Regions from separate parts of the Capra hircus genome. Here region 1 is linked to region 2. The links are chromatin contacts, called in public Hi-C maps. All regions are on one chromosome and are shown on one strand. Each heading gives the region's core, a stretch centred on a gene start, on an enhancer-like site or on the middle of the called end of the contact. The rest is flanking DNA. Distances are from core to core; before and after follow the strand shown.

Region 1 (4,104 bases), core at 1,051-3,550, 940 kb after region 2:
GGCTTATGCTTGTACCACTGTTGCAGGTACCATCAGTCACTGGGGGCTGGAGAAATGAGACCAGTGCTACCTATTAGACTGGCTGACTTCTTCAGTTCAGCTCTTGATTTTTGTTTCCAGTCTTCAATTAGGGAAAGTGTGTCCCTGGAGAAGGTATAAATCAGCCTCACAGATGAACGCAGTGTAGAGGCGTGGGAACACAAAGAAACCAGACTGCAAGCATGTTCCTATCGGCGTGAACAGGGACCGCACTCAGTTCCCTTGTACTTCCTTATAAGGGTATGGCTCACCTTGGGAATGACTGTGAGGTTCAGCTCAGTTCAGCTCCAACACATTTATCAGGATCCGTTATCTGCTGGGATTTAAGCTGGGATCTGGCTATGGGAAGAGATGCTAATAATGATCAATATTTACTTTGCGCTTTCTCCTTACTCAACAAGGCTAACAATATTAAATCTGCTGTCTCATTGAATCCTTACAACAACCCTGGAGATACAGTCTATTGATATTAATAACAAAGGAGGCTAAAAATGAGAGCTCTTAAGTGCTTGTCCATGTGCATATGCCTAATAAAAGAGGAGACTAAGCTGCAGATCTAGGTCTGATTTCCCAACCTTGCATACACTGCTTACAGCAGATTGCTAGCTGCTCATCAAAATCCTTTCCCACACATTTGTAAGCTTTTCTTTTGAAATTGAGTCTAGCCATATGCAACTTCTCCCTGGTAGATTGTAAATAGTTGATTATGAAAAACACTTTTTTTAGCAAGGAATCATTTTGGAATTCATTTGAAAAGACCATCATCTGAGAGGTTAAGGCAATTAGGAATAATAAGACTGACTATGCATCCATTTATCTGAACCTCAGACATCTTATCCATAAAATGAATTATCGGGACTCAATTATGTCTTTCCTGTCTCCTTAAGTTGAGATGTAGATGTATTCTTTTATTTTTTGAAGATTTTTTTTGATATGGATCAGTTTTTACGTCTTTGTTGAATTTGCCATTATATTGCCTCTGTTTCGTGGGTTTTTTGTTTTTTGGCTGCAAGGCATGTGGGATTCTAGCCCTCCAACCAGGGATCGAACCCACATCCCTGAACTGGAAGGCAAAGCCTTAAACACTGGACTGCAGCCTTATTCTTGATGTAACTGATACCATGCAGAGATTTTGCCAAATGTGAGGACTGAAGAAATCACTGGGGATGGTGACCCATTTTGCTGACCCAGATACATGGCCTGTTTATGTGTATTCAAATGAAAACCTAGGAAAACTATGACTGATCAAAAAGGAGAAACTTTGTCAGAATGAGCAAAGAGCTAAAGAATTTCCCTGTCCTTTGGAAACATCTAGTTCACTTTTAAGAACTGTTTACAAACTTCTTGCAAGTTGTTTCCCTGACCTACATAGGCCCTCTTCCAAGATTTTCAAGCAACATCTGCATTCTTCACTTTATTTAGGATTGATTCCATTAAACACATGGACCTCTGTTTTCATGAAGCTTTATTTCCGTGCAGATGCTACAGCTATTCATTACATTTTCTTGTGCATTCTAGGTTGCTATTTTCTCATTTTGTCTCTCTCTCTGCTCCTCACTGAGTCACAAGTTAGTCCTGCAGATTCCAGAACTAGAATATTTGAGGCTCTGTATCCAAAATAGCCTGGAGCCACTGGGTGAGTATTACACCGAAAAATAACTTCAGGCTTTAATCTCAAAGGTCCAGAGGAAAGGAATGGCATAGAAACCTGATGAGGGAAGAGAAAGAATCTCAAAAGTGCTAAATAGAGGGTCCTAGTAATCACTTTAATAGACATAGAATTTTTTACATTCATTTTATTGGCCTCTGGCTGCTTAAGTTATGAGTGGCTCCATGTTGGTGAAAAGTTATGTTATGGATAATGTATTATTTATTTAGTCATTCATTCAGTAAATATTCATTGTGTATCTCCTAGGTCCTAGGGATATGGTCATAAGCAAAACAGGAAATCACTGTCTTCATGGAGCTTACATTCTGGGAGCGGGGAAGTGACAGATGAGCAGCAGTAAAGGTCTCCACAGGCTGCAGAGGTTAAGGGGATAGCAGTGGTTAGGTGTGTGGCTGGGGGTGCCCTAGGTGTTCTAGGGCAGACCAGACCTGGAGACAATGGAGCTGAGACCTCCAAAATGAGAAGGGGCTAGATACAGGAAAAACAAGGGTAAAACACTCCAGTCAAAGAGAAGGGCAAATGTAGGACTCTGAGGCAGAAGTGAACACAGGCATCATCTAAAGATAGCCAGCAATGTATGACAGAGGAGAAGCTGGCATCATTAGAAACCAAAAAGGCAGAGCAGGGCAGTTTACTCAGGGTATAGGAGACCACAGTGAAAATTGTACTAGGAAATTCGCTCTTATTTTCTTTTTTCTTTCTTTTTCCTCAAATATTTTGGTCTTTCTCAATGTTAAACTTTTATATTTGGCCCCTTTGTTGTTGTTATTCCGTCACTAAGTCATGTTGAAAAGCAGAGACATTACTTTGCCAACAAAGGTCCGTCTAGTCAAGGCTATGGTTTTTCCAGTGGTCATGTATGGATGCAAGAGTTGGACTGTGAAGGAAGCTGAGTGCCGAAGAATTGATGCTTTTGAACTGTGGTGTTGGAGAAGACTCTTGAGAGTCTCTTGGACTGCAAGGAGATCCAACCAGTCCATTCTGAAGGAGATCAGCCCTGGGTGTTCTTTGGAGGGAATGATGCTAAAGCTGAAACTCCAGTACTTTGGCCACCTCGTGCGAAGAGTTGAGTCATTGGAAAAAACTCTGATACTGGGAGGGATTGGGAGCAGGAGGAACAGGGGACAACAGAGGATGAGATGGCTGGATGGCATCACTGACTCGATGGACATGAGTTTGGGTGAACTCCGGGAGTTGGTGATGGATAGGGAGGCCTGGTGTGCTGCAATTCTTGGGGTTGCAAAGAGTTGGACACAACTGAGTGACTGAACTGAACTGAACTGAAGACATATCTGACTCTCTGCAATGCCATGGACTGCAACCCACCAGGTTCCTCTGTCCATGGGATTTTCCCAGGCAAGAATATTGGAGTGGATCACCATTTCCTTCTTCAGTGGATCTTTCTGACGCAGAGATCAAGTCTGTGTCACTTGCATTGGCAAGCAGATTCTTTACCACTAAGCTAGCAGGGAAACCCATTTGACTCATCAGTTCAGTTCTGTTCAGTCGCTCAGTCATGTCCGACTTTTTGCCACCCCATGAATAGCAGCACGCCAGGCCTCCCTGTCCATCACCAACTCCCGGAGTTTACCCAAACTCATGTCCATAGAGTCAGTGATGCCATCCAGCCATCTCATCCTCCATCGTCCCCTTCTCCTCCTGCCCCTAATCCCTCCCAGCATCAGGGTATTTTCCAGTGAGTCAACTCTTTGCATGAGGTGGCCAAAGTACTGGAGTTTCAGCTTTAGCATCTGTCCTTCCAATGAACACCCAGGACTGATCTCCTTTAGGATGGACTGGTTGGATCTCTTTGCAGTCCAAGGGACTCTCCAGAGTCTTCTCCAACACCAATGATCCTTTACTTTCTTTCCTTTTCTCATTTTCTGTCCCACATCTCACCTTCTTTTGCAGGGATTTGCACTAATTTCTTTGTCTCTCCATGCTCCCCTCTTAGTTAGAGCAATATCTATGAGAGCAATACCTGGAATGCAGTCCTTTCTCCCCACAGTTTGTAGATCCCACCTGTAACATGACGATCAGATTCCCCTGACTCTGCTAAGGCGTTCCCTGTAAGACTCAAGCAATATGGCTGCCTAGACCTTTAGGATTGTACTTAATCTTTCATGGGCTTCCCCATTTGCATTCTGGCTTCACAAACATGCCGTAAGCTTGTTATCTTATTTATTGCTCACAGTAGTCCTTTAAGATAGATAATATGATTCCTATTTTTATTGATGGGGAAATTTCCAGAGGCTCTCTACATGAGGCAGATAGTAAGTTGTAGAACTGGGGGATATGGATGCAGGTGCTCTGTAACACCTTTGCTGCTCTCTTGAGTTCTTACTTATGTTTTGAGTTGCTCTTCAACAGTTAACTCATTGTTTCTTAGTCTTGTC
Region 2 (3,798 bases), core at 44-2,543:
TTTGTGTGTGTGATTTCGAGCCCAATGATAAAGAGAAAAGCAGACCCAGAAAGGAAGTCAACGTTCGGTTTGTCCTAGCAGGAAAGAGTTAACGGTTTTCCTCACCGGGGACTCTGCAGACTCCCCAGGCAGGATCCGCCGGCTCGCCCCCTTCCCTCTTCTGGGGAGTCTGGTCCCGCAGCTCGCGCCCCCCTCCCCCGGGCTGTATCCTCCCGTCTAGCGCCTTCTATTTTTCCCCAAACCTGGGAGCCCCAGAGTGGTGCAAACCGGCGCCACGGGGCGCAAAGAGGATTCGTCTCTCTTCTGAAACCTGGCTGCGGAATTGGGAACTCCGAGAGAGGCGCGGGGGTGGGATGGGGGTTTAGAGGGACGGGGGTGGTCCCCAGCGGCGCGCACCCGCAGGCGCGCTCCTCCCTTATTCCAGCTCCGGAACCCGCAGAAAGATCTCAGGGATTAGCGCATACTGGGTTGGGGGAGGGGCAGGAGGAACGCTGGCCCCCACGGAGATCCGTGTAGGTTTGCGCGGGCAGAGCCAGGAGTGGGGGTCCTCTGCGACTTTGGCAGCAATCGGGGGATTCATTGTGGGTGGAAGGTGCACAGTCGAGAAAGCTGCGCACACCCAGAATGCGTAACACCCCCAACAAATGCAATGGGTGTTTATTCATACCGCGCTCTCCAAGTATACGTGGCAGCGCGTTGCTGAATTATTTTAGTAATTCCAGGCACCATTTTTCTTCCCCATACCTCTGATCATGTATCCCATCGACACTTAACCCCCCAGCACACACACACTCCGAGCGCACGCCCATCAATACCCCTTCTTTCCTCCTCTCTTCGTAGGAGTTATTTTCCAAAGGCTGCCCCTTCCCCGGCCTGTCCACCCGGGACGTGCATGGCGCAGCCGCGGGTACACGGTGTATTCTCAGCATCGAGGGATCAGCGGTTCTGCCCCAGATGATTTAAGAACACAGGACAAGTATGCGGTTTGTCCAACACAGCGCTGCTCCACAGGAACCAAGCAGCAGAGAGACGGTTTGAGCGGGAGCAAAAGAAAATGGTAGGCGCGCGCAGTTAATTCATGCGGCGCTCTGACCGTGTTTACATCCGAGAGCTCGGCGCACTGGAGTGCCAGGCTCAAAGAGCTGAATCTCCTCCCCTCCCGGCCTCCCTCCCCACCAGCGCCCCTCCCGGGTTCCCAAAGCAGAGGGCGGGGGAGACAAAGATCCTCTCTGGTGAGTCCCCGCCCACCAGCCCTTTATAGGCGAGGGTCTCGGCTGCGGAGGACCCCCGGGCTGAGCATCTCGCGGCTACCGCTGCGGCTGGCTCGCCGCGGCCGCCGCCTGGCTCCACCACTGCCTGGAAGGGCAGGGCTACTCTGAGGCTTGGCGGGAAAAAGAACAGAGGAGGGGCCTTACCTTCTCGTATAAAAGCCAGTTTTTTCTGGGCTTTATCTGACTCGCTGTAGTAATTCCAGCGAGAGGCAGAGGGAGCGAGCGGGCGGGCCCTCCAGGGTGGAAGAGCCGAGCCAGCCTAGCGAGCGGAGTCGCGCTCCGGGCGCCCGGGGAAGGGAGATCCGGAGTCAAAGGGGGGCTTCTGCGCCTCCAGCCCGGCCGGCCCCCACCCCACCCTCCCCGCGGACCCCTGCTAGCGGTCCGCCACCCGCGCCGCACCCGCGAAACTTTGCCCACTGGAACTTACAACACCCGAGCGACACCAAGACTCCCCGGACGCAGAGAAGCTCTTCTGCCTTTTTGGGGAGACACTTTCCCCTGCCGCAGCCCACGACCCGCGCCTCTGAAAGGCGCTCCTCGCCGCTTTTTGGACGCTAGATTTCCTTCGGATAGTGGAAATACGGGTGAGCACCCGGACCTATTGGCCTTTTTCATTTATTTTTGCTACCGCCTTAACGCCGCGATGAGCAGAACGCCCGAATCGAGTGTCTTTTCTCCCATTCCTGCGCTATTGACACTTTTCTCAGAGTAGTTGTGGCTAGTCGGGGTGGAGAGGAGAGGAACCAGAACTGGGTCGGGGTACAGTGACTTGTCAAGATGGGAAGAGAGAGGAAGGCAGAGGGAAACCGGGGGTGCGTTTTCTGAAAGTAGCCTTTAGAGGTTTTTGCTCGCCTTAGATGGACGCTGACCCCGGCCGGGTGGACATTCATGCTTTATTGCATTAATTGCTTTTTTGCCTTTTGTCGGGGAGAAGAAGGGTATGCTTCGCGGTTGACAGAAAACCCTTCACATCCTGAACTCCTTGGAGTAAGAATTACACATTGCATGTATGAGCGAAGAGAGCTCCGCAGCCGCTGACTTTTCCCTGTCTGGAAAAGGGTATTTAAATTTCGGCTTACTGCATTTCTGACAGCCGGAGACAGACACTGCGGCGCGTCCCGCCCGCCGATCCCCTCGGCGTCTCCAACGCTCCCGGCTTATTTTAGAAGTTGGCCTTTGACTTTTTTTTAAAGGATAGTAAAATTAAAGATTTTGGTCTACAGAGAGGTTAGGATTCGGTGTTGGGAAGGCGCGGGGACCGGGAAAAGGAAGCTGGGGCAAAGATGTGTCCGAGTCTCCTGGAATTATTGACTCGGCGGTGGGGGGGGGGGAATGAGGGCAAAATCTCTGCACCTAGCCTTGGCTCCCCGGCCGCCTCCGGGGTCCCCGCGCGGGTGTCCCTGCGCCCCCTGAGATGCGGAGGACGGCCAGGAGCGAGGCACCGGGCTTTTCGAGAACAGCTGCTACCCTCGGCGGGTGAGGGAGAAGACGCCCGGCTCCGGGCGCGGAATCGTAGCAGGGTCTCTGGCGCAGTTACGTCGCCGTATTGAGTGTTGAAGGGAGACGTCTCTGTTATTATTTAACACTCTCCTTTTATTTATGAGGGTCGGGGATGGGGGGTGGGGGTTGGAGAAGGGCTAAAGGCTCGAAGCTGAGCTCGCCACCCCAGCCGGAGAGAGAAGGAAAGCCCGCAAAGGAAAGAAGGGGGTTGCGCTGGGGGTAGGGATGCGGGAGGCGGAGAAGGGAGGCTGGGAGGGGCGGCGGCGCCGGCAGGAGAAACAGCGAGACGAGGGCGCGCGAGTGGGAACGGGCGCGGCGCTAGGGGCCCGGGAGCGGGAGGGGGCCGAGCGCAACCGCTCCAGCCGCGGCGTCTCTCGCCGCCTCCTTCAGGTGGCGCAAAACTTTGCGCCCCGGCGTTTGGCAGATCCTATTCCCCACCGCCGCCGCCGCCTACCCGGGCCTGTGACGGAGGCCAAAGCTGATTTCGATTGCTGGGCGGTCGCTGGGCAGACTCCCGGGCTTCGCGCTCCAGGCTCCCCGGAGGGGAGCCGAAAAGCCCCGCGGCGCTGCGGAGCTGGTTCGCCAAGTGTGTGTCTGAAATAGTAGAGGGTCACTCAGAGCGGGCTAAAAGGGTGCCTTTTTTGTCCGTTCCCCACCTCCCATCAGCCTCATTTGGGGATCGCACTGGAAGGGGAGTGGTTCTGGATTGTGGCGCGCAGTGCGCGCTGCGTGGGGGTTTCGGCACCATCCAAGACCCCTTTAACTCAAGACTTGCCCCGTCTTTGTGTGCCCCCTCCGGCAGGCTACCGCGATGCCCCTCAACGTCAGCTTCGCCAACAGAAACTATGACCTCGACTACGATTCGGTGCAGCCTTATTTCTACTGCGACGAGGAGGAGAACTTCTACCACCAGCAGCAGCAGAGCGAACTGCAGCCGCCGGCGCCCAGCGAGGACATCTGGAAGAAATTCGAGCTGCTGCCCACCCCGCCCCTGTCCCCTAGCCGCCGCTCCGGGCTCTGCTCGCCG

Evidence for each region. A called contact is a pair of places that touch in the nucleus more often than the background predicts.
Region 1: a contact with region 2 is called in a Hi-C map of blood, with 5 times the contacts expected there. The contact joins the enhancer-like site here to the promoter of MYC in region 2. A contact is called at or near these places in 2 of 5 Hi-C or Micro-C datasets (both in blood).

Annotation. Positions count from the first base shown.
Region 1 is chr14:70,273,686-70,277,789 of ARS1.2, forward strand. No RefSeq gene overlaps it. Among named protein-coding and RNA genes, the nearest start is that of GSDMC, 910 kb to the right of the region's middle. Within about 2 kb of position 2,301, at least 1 of the 5 cell types and tissues checked has an H3K27ac peak or open chromatin away from gene starts, as enhancers often do.
Region 2 is chr14:69,336,157-69,339,954 of ARS1.2, forward strand. It overlaps MYC (myc proto-oncogene protein), which reads left to right and starts at 1,294. Exons shown (of 3, transcript XM_018058563.1): 1 at 1,294-1,855; 2 at 3,574-3,798. The coding sequence starts at 3,583.